2 separate regions of the Triticum aestivum genome follow, and region 2 is linked to region 1. The links are chromatin contacts, called in public Hi-C maps. All regions are on one chromosome and are shown on one strand. Each heading gives the region's core, a stretch centred on a gene start, on an enhancer-like site or on the middle of the called end of the contact. The rest is flanking DNA. Distances are from core to core; before and after follow the strand shown. Region 1 holds the start of LOC123182912 (AP2/ERF and B3 domain-containing protein Os05g0549800). Region 2 has its middle 46 kb from the start of LOC123182912.

Region 1 (5,746 bases), core at 3,041-5,540:
AGAGAAGAGTGGGAGATGTAGGATGTGTTGAGACTAACTTCTTCAAATTTGGTTCTGGTCTAGGGGATTTTCGTGATCTGCATTGGAGGTGCCCTAATATTACTAAATTCAGTTACTGGCCGGCCGTTGTTACGGGCGTCGTACATCCTCCAAGAACACACCACTAATGATATATATCCCTACCCAATCAGCGAAATCTAGGTCTCCACTTCTCACTTGCTCTTCATCCACAACCGTGGTGCATCGGTTTATGTACAAGCAGAGGGCCCTCCTCTAGTTCAGGGTAACCCGCAAGCTTATGGAAGGAGTCGCTGATGTTTGCCCCTCTGGCTACATATGGCTCCCCACAACCATAACCAATAAGGCCACCACGTTAGACAACACGTGGAGCTCACATCCATCGACGGCACGCACTAGACTAGCATCACGCCATACGCCTCTAAGGCAGCATGAACCCCAGACATATTATGTACAATGAGAATTTGCGCTCCTCTCTGGTTCTACACCAGCCGTTGATGTCGTCCAAAATGAAAGGGGAACGAGCCGAGCCGCAAAGGCGACTCCAAACAGGAGGTAGTCGAGAGAGAAATGGAACGGGAGAGGGGTTAGCTTCTCTGAGTCTGCCAATTGTATCGTGCATATGTGTTTTCGGGTAGTGCTCCAGATTTGTAGATGTACATTTCCAATAGCGAGCCTATATTATGGCCCCACTTGAAATATTTAATTGTTGCAGCTTTCCTATAGAAGTATATGTTTAGCGGAACCATTAGTTTTTCAAATTTCTGCATGGATCGTTCCCCAAGGATAAAGTTGCTCCAACTCGAAAATAAAAATTAAAACATGGGACCTCCCCGTATTTCCTTCATCGTGTTTGTGAAGCAATATTCTTGAGTAGTTGTGTAGACCATGTCTGGTAGTACATACATGAGCAATACTACATCTACGAAGAGGTTCTTATGTACCATACTTATAGGATGATTAGGCAGTCTTTAATTGGGCAACCCTCAAAAATGAGTTAGAGGGGAAGGAAGTTTACCTAGGTTGCATAACAATGTGACGTAAATCTAGCATTTTAGGTACATACATATTGCTCTTTTTTTGCGGATACATATTGCTTTATTAGAGCATCTACAGCCGGGCGCCTCAAACCCTCCTCAAACGCCCGGGCGGACGGTCCGGTCACTGCCCGGTGAAAAAAAACCGACCAAGACGGGCACCTCAAACGGGACTCAAAAGGACGGTTAGACCGGCGCCCCTCATATCCGTCTCATATCTGGGGTGGATATGGGGAGGCCCGGGTGCGACATCGGTCTGACGTGCAGCCGTGTGGCCCCCCCTAGGAAACCACTCTGAAAGCCAGCGTTCCGAAGCTCGCCTCCTCAGACTTACCGATGGTGCCGCGTGTCGGTGCTCCGACACCCTGTGCAAGGCCCCTAGCCCGGCTATTTAAGACGAACATCGGACCCGTGACCCTACCTGTCCACATTTCCAGGCCTCCAGTCCGCTGTCGCCACTTTCCAATCGCCGTGCATCTCCACATTTCCATCACCGGATGCCACCACAATCAAGTAGCCATGCCGCCACACATATGGGTCAGGAGCTACCTTCATCTAAGGCTGGAGCGCCGGCTACAGGTCGTTTAGCAAATCCGGGCAAGACGCGAAGCCCAGATCGCTGCAGGGCTTCCACCGAACACGGTGGATCCGAAAGATGAGTTCACGGAGGAGCAGGAGGAGGAGGTGAAGTAGGAGGAGCAGCAGAAGGAGGACGAGGAGGACACGGGGGACGCTGATCTGCAGGCGGAGCAATAGGCAATCCTTGATTCCCTCCAGTCGAAAGAGAAGGCGGAGGCGAACCACCGTATTCTCCAAGCGGAGCAGGAAGCGGACATCGACAAGATGATTGCATGGGCCCTCCTACGTGCACGTCTACCTGACACCCAACACGGAGATCATGGGCATCTCCGATGATGACGAAACGTAGTTAGGCTAGTGTTTGCATCATAAGAAAAAAATGCATGCTTTATATGACTCTAGGGGTGAAATATGAGATACTCGGAGGCATAGCAGAAATATGAGGTGTGAACGGTCATTGCCTGCAGATGCGTCAGGTCGCGACGGCGGGCGTTTAAGAGGCTGGATTTTAAGTTTTTGACGGTAGATGCTCGTACATGGTGGTAAACTACTCATTGACAACTTCCAATTTTCTAGAGACCGGAATTTGATGAGTATGCACTGCAGTCCCACTCGCTGTCCATCCATGCAAGAAAGTCTCTCGTCTGGAAAAATTAGCTACGCCCTGGATCGACGCATGCTGTCTGTAGTATGTTTTTTATATCCTTATATGATTCAAAGATCGCATATTATATAGTGTACTCGATTAATTCCAGGAGCCTTGAGGTGGACTTTGCGATGCCAAGTCTTGCACCAAGTCGTTATCTGTGGCAATTACTCGTCTGCTCCGGTGCTCCCAACACCAACTTGCAAGTATGGTCACCACGTGACAGCGCAAGCACGCACGGATATGTATGTATGTATATATCTATTTTTCGCAGGGGGTGTAGTATATATATCTTGAGACTGTGAACTGGTTAAATTCTGTGGGCTCATGTATACTATCTAGCTACATAGGTTATACGTAATACGTATCTGTCAACTTTATTGTACTTGTAATTTAAGAGTCAACTAGTTCCAAACTACTCCCTCTGTAAACTAATATAAAAGTGTTTAGATCACTGTGATCTAAACACTTTTATATTAATTTACAGAGGAAGTATATAAATACACACAGATATAAATACATATAAAACTGTCTGTTGCAACGTTCCGACGATAGCTCCTGACTTCATAAATACTATGTAATAACATCTTATATTACGAGACCAAGAGAGTATCATATTAATTCATTTAACGTGAAATTGGATCGGCCGTTGACCATCTTTATGCTTGGTCGCTGATCATTATCATCGCTTATCTAGTATTGGCATGTATTTTTTGTAATCTATGAGTTCCATGGCATGGGGTGAATAGTCAAGTAAAAGATCGATAAATATCAAATAGGGATCAACAAAGCAATCGACCGATGCGGACATGCATACCCATGGATCTAGAACTTCCAGAAAATTCTACGGCACCATCGGCGTCACCGTTTACTATGAGAGACCGGCACACAACAACGTATTGCCTGCTTGGTGCATAAGCGCCAAAACAGAAATGGGTCAGCAGCTAGCTCAGCTCCCACACATTTGCTCATCCACTTGTAGGCGTTACCAGGAGGAGGAGGAGATGCGTTACCTGGCGTGCTACTACTTTTCTTGCTCCCAAACAAAGTTAAAACTAGAAGGCAACAAAAGGAAATGCAGGGATGGCACTCTAGTTTCCCACGCAACCGTACCATACCATACCGTGTGCGTAGCACTTTGAGTTCATCATCATCTTCATCGTTGTCTTCCATCTTCTTTCTTTTTTTTCCTTTCACATAAAATATCTACTAGTTGACCCACACCAAGGCGTATATACGAGCATCTATACACGCATACACTCACCCCTACGATCGCACACACCCACCCTACCCCTATGAGCACCTCCAATAGACTGAGCCGGTATATCATCTTCAGATTTTACAAAATCATCGTAGGCGGCTCGTAGTCAACGGGAACGTCTCTTCCCACTGAACGCGCATCACCGGAAATTCAGAATTAAATCCAGTAATAAAGGCAAGCACCAGAGCTAAGGATATACCAATGTCCTCGCCTATATAAATATCTGACAGGTGTGGCTAGATTTCAGTCGACTGAGACATAATCAAATCTCAGTCAAGTGATAAATATATAAGAAGAAAAAAGAACACCCCCCCCCCCCCCCCTTCCCCCAAAAAATTACGAATCCTCATGCAAGATCAAAGGAATATAGTATCGACCGAGGCGTAACGAAGTTTCAGTCAACCGAGACTTAACAAAATTGATAACTAATACTAAAAGAATGGAATCGTGTCCAAAATATAAATTTAAAACAATACTAATATCTACTATGCAAGTATAAAACAACACAATCATGTATGCATAAAAAAAAAGAAACAACGGCATGGACTATATGCATGTGTTATCTACTACACACATCTATGAAAGACAAAAACAAAACCATAAGCCCATGTGTAGAAATAGTATATAGAGATAAAACAATAGAATATGGTGTGGTTGATGTATGCACCACCTAGCTTAGCCACACTCACACTCACCTCCTCGATCCTCTATATAACACACGCACTTGCCTCTGCTGCTCCTCTACCTACCTACTGCCTCCATTCCCACCACAGCTAGCTTCAGCATTTAGCTAAGCTCTAGTTCTCTCCCGAGCTAAGCATCTTCTTGATTTCTCGGTGATCTTGATTTCTCCGTGATCGGATTCGGATGGACAGCGCGAGAAGTTGCCTCGTGGACGACGTGAGCAGCGGCGCGTCCACGGGGAAGAAGGCGTCTCCGGCGCCGGCAGCGCCGGCGGCCAAGCCGCTGCAGCGCGTGGGCAGCGGGGCCAGCGCGGTCATGGACGCGCCGGAGCCCGGCGCGGAGGCGGACTCCGGCCGCATCGGCAGGCTGCCGTCCTCCAAGTACAAGGGCGTGGTGCCGCAGCCCAACGGGCGGTGGGGCGCGCAGATCTACGAGCGCCACCAGCGCGTCTGGCTCGGCACGTTCACGGGGGAGGCCGAGGCTGCGCGCGCCTACGACGCGGCGGCGCAGCGCTTTCGCGGCCGCGATGCAGTCACCAACTTCCGCCCGCTCGCCGAGTCCGACCCGGAGGACGCCGCCGAGCTCCGCTTCCTCGCCGGCCGCTCCAAAGCCGAGGTCGTCGACATGCTGCGCAAGCACACCTACCCCGACGAGCTCGCTCAGTACAAGCGCGCTTACTTCGTCGCCGCTGCGGCGTCCTCCCCTACATCGTCCTCGTTGCCTCCCGCCTCGTCGCCCTCTTCGGCGGCTGCACACTCGCCGGCGGCGCGGCGCGAGCACCTGTTCGACAAGACGGTCACGCCCAGCGACGTGGGGAAGCTGAACCGGCTGGTGATACCGAAGCAGCACGCCGAGAAGCACTTCCCTCTCCAGCTTCCTTCCGCCGGCGCCGCCGTGTCCGGCGAGTGCAAGGGCATGCTGCTCAACTTCGACGACGCGGCCGGCAAGGTGTGGAGGTTCCGGTACTCGTACTGGAACAGCAGCCAGAGCTACGTGCTCACCAAGGGGTGGAGCCGCTTCGTCAAGGAGAAGGGCCTGCACGCGGGCGACGCCGTCGGGTTCTACCGCTCCGCCTCCGGCAACAACCAGCTCTTCATCGAGTGCAAGCTGCGGTCCAAGACCACGACGACGACGACGACCTTCGTCAACGCGGCGGCCGCCGCGTCGCCTGCACCGGTGATGAGGACCGTGCGACTCTTTGGCGTCGACCTTCTCACGGCGCCGGCGCCGAGTCACGCGCCCGAGCACGAGGACTGCAGCATGGTGCCCAAGACATACAAGAGATCCATGGACACCAGCGCAGCGCCCACTCCGGCGCACGCGGTCTGGAAGAAGCAGTGCATAGACTTCGCGCTGACCTAGCTAGCTAGCGTTTTCCCTCCATGGTTGCTTTGCTTGCTTCCAAATTTCCATGGCAGTAGCTTAGAGCTCTTGATCGATCCAAGTGTTTGCCTTTTTTTTTCCTCTTCTTCTCATACACAAGTCAGCTCTAAATCTAGTCTTCTTTAATTATTCTACTGT
Region 2 (5,246 bases), core at 1,608-4,107, 46 kb after region 1:
AACTATGGGTAAGCCCGGCAGCATGCGCAGGCCGTGGTTTGTGACCAGGTTCACCGGCCGGCCGACTAACTGCACCTATCTCTCTTCTATCCATCCAGGCGGCCGACTAACTGCACCTATCTCTCTTCTATCCATCCAGGCCGAAATTAACAGATAAACTACGCCGCCCTTTGTACAGGAGAAGGCGCCCACACGGCTCTCGCTTCAAAGATAACGTATATCCATCTCGATCGATCAGATGCTCGTGTAGCTCCGTTTCGACCGGTAGAAGAGTATGCCTGTCTCCATCCATGGATCAAATATATACGTATTTCCTACACCATCCGATTCAAAATAAGTGTCACGGTTTTAGATCAAATTAGAACTAAAACCACGACATTTATTTTGGATCCGAGGGAGTACATCACTAATTATATCGGTGGTTTATAAACATGAGCGAACTCTGCATAACTCAGATGGTTAGCTTCCTTTTTCATAGAGCTAGCCCATCAGAATTGAAGTTCTAAACTTGACACTGATCCTCTCTGAATTTATTTATTTCAGAATTTTCGGTGATGTTCGTTTAGTGGGGGAAGAATGAGTGTATGTGCGTGTTTGTGGGAATCTTCGATTATACCATGTTTAAAAGAAGTGCAGAAACATGCAGCGCAAAAAAAAGGGCCTTTGCGAACCCAATTAAAAACCTTCAGCATCCGCATCAGAATTGAAGTCCTAAATTTGTTTGTGCTTTCAATCTGCAGACGACCCAAGCAAACCATCCGCATCTGTTGTAATTTCGATTTGCCCACAATCCAAGCAAAACAGTCACGAGCGATGTGCATACACAAAGGTGACGGTTGTGTACACACATGCGCGAGAACAATCGTAGATCTAAAACAAAAGTCGCCGGCCGGTAGGGGCATTGTCGGTCGCCGGAGCACCTTGTCGTCGTGGATCCGTCGGATATGCAAGCTGTCGTAGACGTGGTGGTGTCCATAGAGTAGGAGGGGCGTGAACACCGACGTGGGGAGCAGCAGCAACACTGCCAGCCGGTCCAGGTGCGGCCATGGAACCGCCTGATGCAAACGTGCAACGCAAACAATAAAAGGGCCTCTCAAATATTTGCCACATCATACTTAGGTCATATCATGACACGTCGGAATGTTTTATGTTTCTTAGACTTCATTTACATTTTTAGAATTAACAAATCATTAAACTTCATGCTTATGGTTTGACTCTTGCCATAGTGATCTTTGATATTTCTTGCCATTTCTTGTATAATGCATTCAAATATACTCAATATGCTAAATATGATTATTCAAATCATTTTAGTGTACTGTTTAAACTACTCGTATTTCAAAATTGAATTGTACTCAATCAATGTCTAGAAATGCACTCAATGGCTTAAATATAGCAAATAAACCCCCAAAAATGCCAAATTTGAAAGTGACTGATAATATGGTATATGGTGAGTGTAGTAAAAAATATCAAGGTCAAATGATGAAGCAAATGTCAACTCCCCTTCAAAGCTGACACAGTCATCCTCGGAGATGGCTCGGTCTCTAGAGAGTTTACATAAAAAAATCGAACCTTCTCATCATCCGGAGGTCATATCATGACATCATGCGAGGTTTCATGTTTTTCAGACTTCATTTACATTTTTAATAACTAAAAGACGAATAAACTTCATGTTTGTGGTTGACTCTTGCCACAAAGGTCTTTGAGAATTTTTTTTTCCTTTTCTTGTATAAGGTGTGCAAATATAGTCAAGACCCTGAATATGATTTTCCAAAACATTTTTGTGCAGTGTTTAATGTACTCATAGTTCAAATTTGAATTATATCCATTAAATGCCTAGAAATGCACTGAATGACTTAGATATAGCAACCGAACCAGAAAAGTGTCAAATTTGAACATAAATGATGATAGGTTGTATGTTGAGTGTAACAAAGAATTCAAGATCAAACGATGAAGCATATGTCAACTCCCCTCAAAACTGGCGCAATCACTCTAAGAATCCAATTCATCCTCGGAGATGGTTTGATTTCTAAAAATGGACTCCCTCCTTCCCCAAATGTAAGGCGTGATTGACTTTACACGGTCTTTGACGCACGACTTTGACTACAAATATATATCAAAGTACATGGATTAAACACATACAATGGCATCGTCGTAATTGTCTTGCAAAACAATTTTAGTTCATATGTTCGTATATTAATTTTATAGACATGGAATACATGTAAATCACAGTCAAAGTTGTGCAACGAAGACCAAAAAAGTCAATCGGCGCCTTATATTTTAGGAAGGAGGGAGTACATCTTTAGCCATTCACCCAGCTGATAAAACTGTGGCAAGAGAAGGACTAACGGACGCGCCCTTTTACTTCAAAACGCAAGGGAAACGGATGGAAGATGCTTTGGATATGCTGCAGTTGCACGCACGCACACCTGTTGTACATCTGAACAACCACGACCTGCATGCCAACAGCAACAGGCACACATACGTCCATACATCGAAAGGCGAAGAAGCACGTGATATGGTCCACACGTATGTACCTCTTGCACATGTCGACGCGTCCCAAGTATTCCCTTTTGTTAGGTAGTCACCGCCAGTGTCAGATCGAGAACGAATATAATGTGTTAGGGGGAGTAGTAGTAAGTACGATGGTGAGAGTGGAGCAGGATCCATCGATGCCATTGCTAGCTAACTTCACATGCTAGGTGATGAGTACTAGATCGACGGCAAGTAGCTAGGCACCTCACGGTTCATTCTTGGAAGTTTCTCCCGGCGACGACGACCGCGTCATGTATACACACGGCGGCGACCCGACCCGACACACGCAGCACGTCGATCCAGAGGTGCGGGGACAGCTAGCTCGCCCGACTTCGGCGACCGTTGACAAACTAGAGCATAGGACACTACTAGTAACTTACTAGTAGCTTTCAATCTCAGCACGTTGAAAATCGGAACATATATACGAGCAGATCAGGATTCAGAGATCAGAGTCAGGGGACCCTGCAGTTAAGTTGGCAACTGTGGCCGCGGTTGGAACGCTGCACATGACATGGATGACACGCCCGGATGCTGTAATGGAAGTTGCATCTTAGATATACACATGCATGCTTGGCTCGTTCGACGATCGCAACGACGAAGATCATAATACCGCAATACCACGAGAGTGAACCCAGTATACTGCTGCATGCTGCCCAGCTCCTCCAAGGTCTGCAATTTTGACGAGTCAACCTTCCATCGCGTTGCAGGTCCCGGCTAGCTCCGTGGGTGGCTCACATCCACGTACGCTCACGGTTTTGTGAGAGACAGCGAGCTAGGATTGAGGACTGATATTCGAGCGAGATGATTTCGCTGTGGCTCACGTGTAAATGTTTTTTATAATTGATTTGTATGACCTCTACACGGTTTCTACTAGCCGGATCAACAAGCAACCCAGCTGGTTTTGCACCACCTCACTTTCCTCCATCAACAACATCAGATTGCTCCCAGCCTGAGAGGAGAGCTGTTGCCGCCCATCTTCCTGTTTCCATGCCGTCCTAAACAGATGACGGAACCGATCCGTTTTCTCAGAGCTGGTTTGACAGTGACCCTCTCATCTCATGTGCTGTCGGCAGATAATTATTGGATAGCGTTACAGCTTAACACCTAGCGGTCGAGCACAAAAGTGCGCACGCTGAGGGACATCCACGGAATCGAATCCTGTTATATACCTACCGCCCATCAGCACGCATCAGCATTCAGAAACAAAAGGCTACTCTGCTCCATGCTGATTTTTTTTCGAAAGGGGGGCAAAAGATTTGCCTCATTCATTAAATAAGAGAGAAGAGTTTTAGAGTGCTACAAATGACCCACATGCCCGGCATGGCAACTACTCGCGCACAAGAATACACCCCGGTTTTTTAGCTCCCGCGAGAACCCAAAGCTTGACGTCGTTGATGATAGCACGGAGAAGGACCGGAGGCGGCGCGCTCTTGCGTCGGAAGACCCGAGCATTACGCTTGTTCCAGATTGTCCAAGAGACAAGCATTGTAAGCGAGGCCAAGGCTCGTTGGTTTGGGTTTTGCAAGCAGGTTCGCTTTTCCCATCATTCCAAAACGGATCCATCCAAGTGCCAAGAGGAGGTGTCCATGTGCGCTAGACCAAATTCAAGGATGACCGAGTTCCATAGCCTTATGGTGTAGCGGCATTTATAGAAGAGGTGCGCACCCGTCTCGCCAACACATTTGCAAAGCGGGCATAGTCCACAGTTTTGCCAACCGCCCCGCTCCAATCTGTCGGCTGTCCAAATCCGGTCTTGGATAGCCAACCAAGCAAAAATCTTGATCTTAGGAGGGGCCCAAGCCTTCGAGATCATAAAATCCATGGGCGAAAGTGTCAGTCCAAGAAACTGAGCCTTGTAGGCGGTGGCCGCGGAGTAGGACCCGTCGTTGGCGTGTTTCCAAATAATGTCATCGTCAGCTTGTTGATCCAAGTGTAGGTCATGCACAAGCGTCCATAACGTGAAGAATTGGAGGATGTGGGCACCGGAGACGACGGTGTTGCGACCGATCTTAAGAATCCAAGCATTTCCATGGAGGGCCTCACGCACCTTCCAATTCTTGCGCGTCGAGGCCTCATAAATCAAAAGGGCAATGTCCTTCGGTTTCCACCCAAGAACCCATGGGGAATCCCAAAAAGGTGTTTTGGCACCGTTGCCCGAAACGATGGTCGTTGAGGCATAGAAGAGATCCATGTCCTCCTCCGTGCAAGGGTTCCCAAGCCCCACCCAAAGCTTGTTTGGCTCCTTCCATTCATACCATGGCCACCTAAGACGTAAGGCCCGAGCAAACTTGTCAGTGTCTAGAACCCCAAGGCCTCCATACTCCTTGGGGCGGCAAACCACCTTCCAATTCACCTTACATTTGGCACCGGTCGTCTTATCCGATCCAGACCAAAGGAAAGCCCTCTCCAATTTGTTGATGTTGTGAAGAGAGCGTGGTGGCACGATGAGAGGTGTGATGGCATACACTGCTTGGGAGGCAATAACCGATCTGACAAGTGTCGTGCGCCCAATGGTGGTGATGTTTTGGCGGTCCCAGGTGGCAAGCTTGCCGGCCGCCTTATCCTCAAGGTATTAGAAATCCACAGTCTTGAGCTGCCAGACCGAGAGTGGGAGTCCCAGGTATTTCATCGGGAAGGTGGCTCTAGACACGGGGATGCCACTGAGGACATGATCCAAGTCAACATTGGCACAAAACCGAGCTCTTGTGGAAGTT

Evidence for each region. Hi-C and Micro-C count contacts between places; a contact is called where the count stands out from the background.
Region 2: a contact with region 1 is called in a Hi-C map of leaf, with 2.0 times the contacts expected there. The contact joins the enhancer-like site here to the promoter of LOC123182912 in region 1. A contact is called at or near these places in 2 of 5 Hi-C or Micro-C datasets (both in leaf).

Annotation. Positions count from the first base shown.
Region 1 is chr1D:457,302,967-457,308,712 of IWGSC CS RefSeq v2.1, forward strand. It overlaps LOC123182912 (AP2/ERF and B3 domain-containing protein Os05g0549800), which reads left to right and starts at 4,291. Exons shown (of 1, transcript XM_044595586.1): 1 at 4,291-5,746. The coding sequence starts at 4,409. The coding sequence ends at 5,587.
Region 2 is chr1D:457,350,309-457,355,554 of IWGSC CS RefSeq v2.1, forward strand. No RefSeq gene overlaps it. Among protein-coding and RNA genes, the nearest start is that of LOC123182912, 46 kb to the left of the region's middle. Within about 2 kb of position 2,858, at least 3 of the 8 cell types and tissues checked have an H3K27ac peak or open chromatin away from gene starts, as enhancers often do. A contact at or near this core is called in leaf, where this site is marked.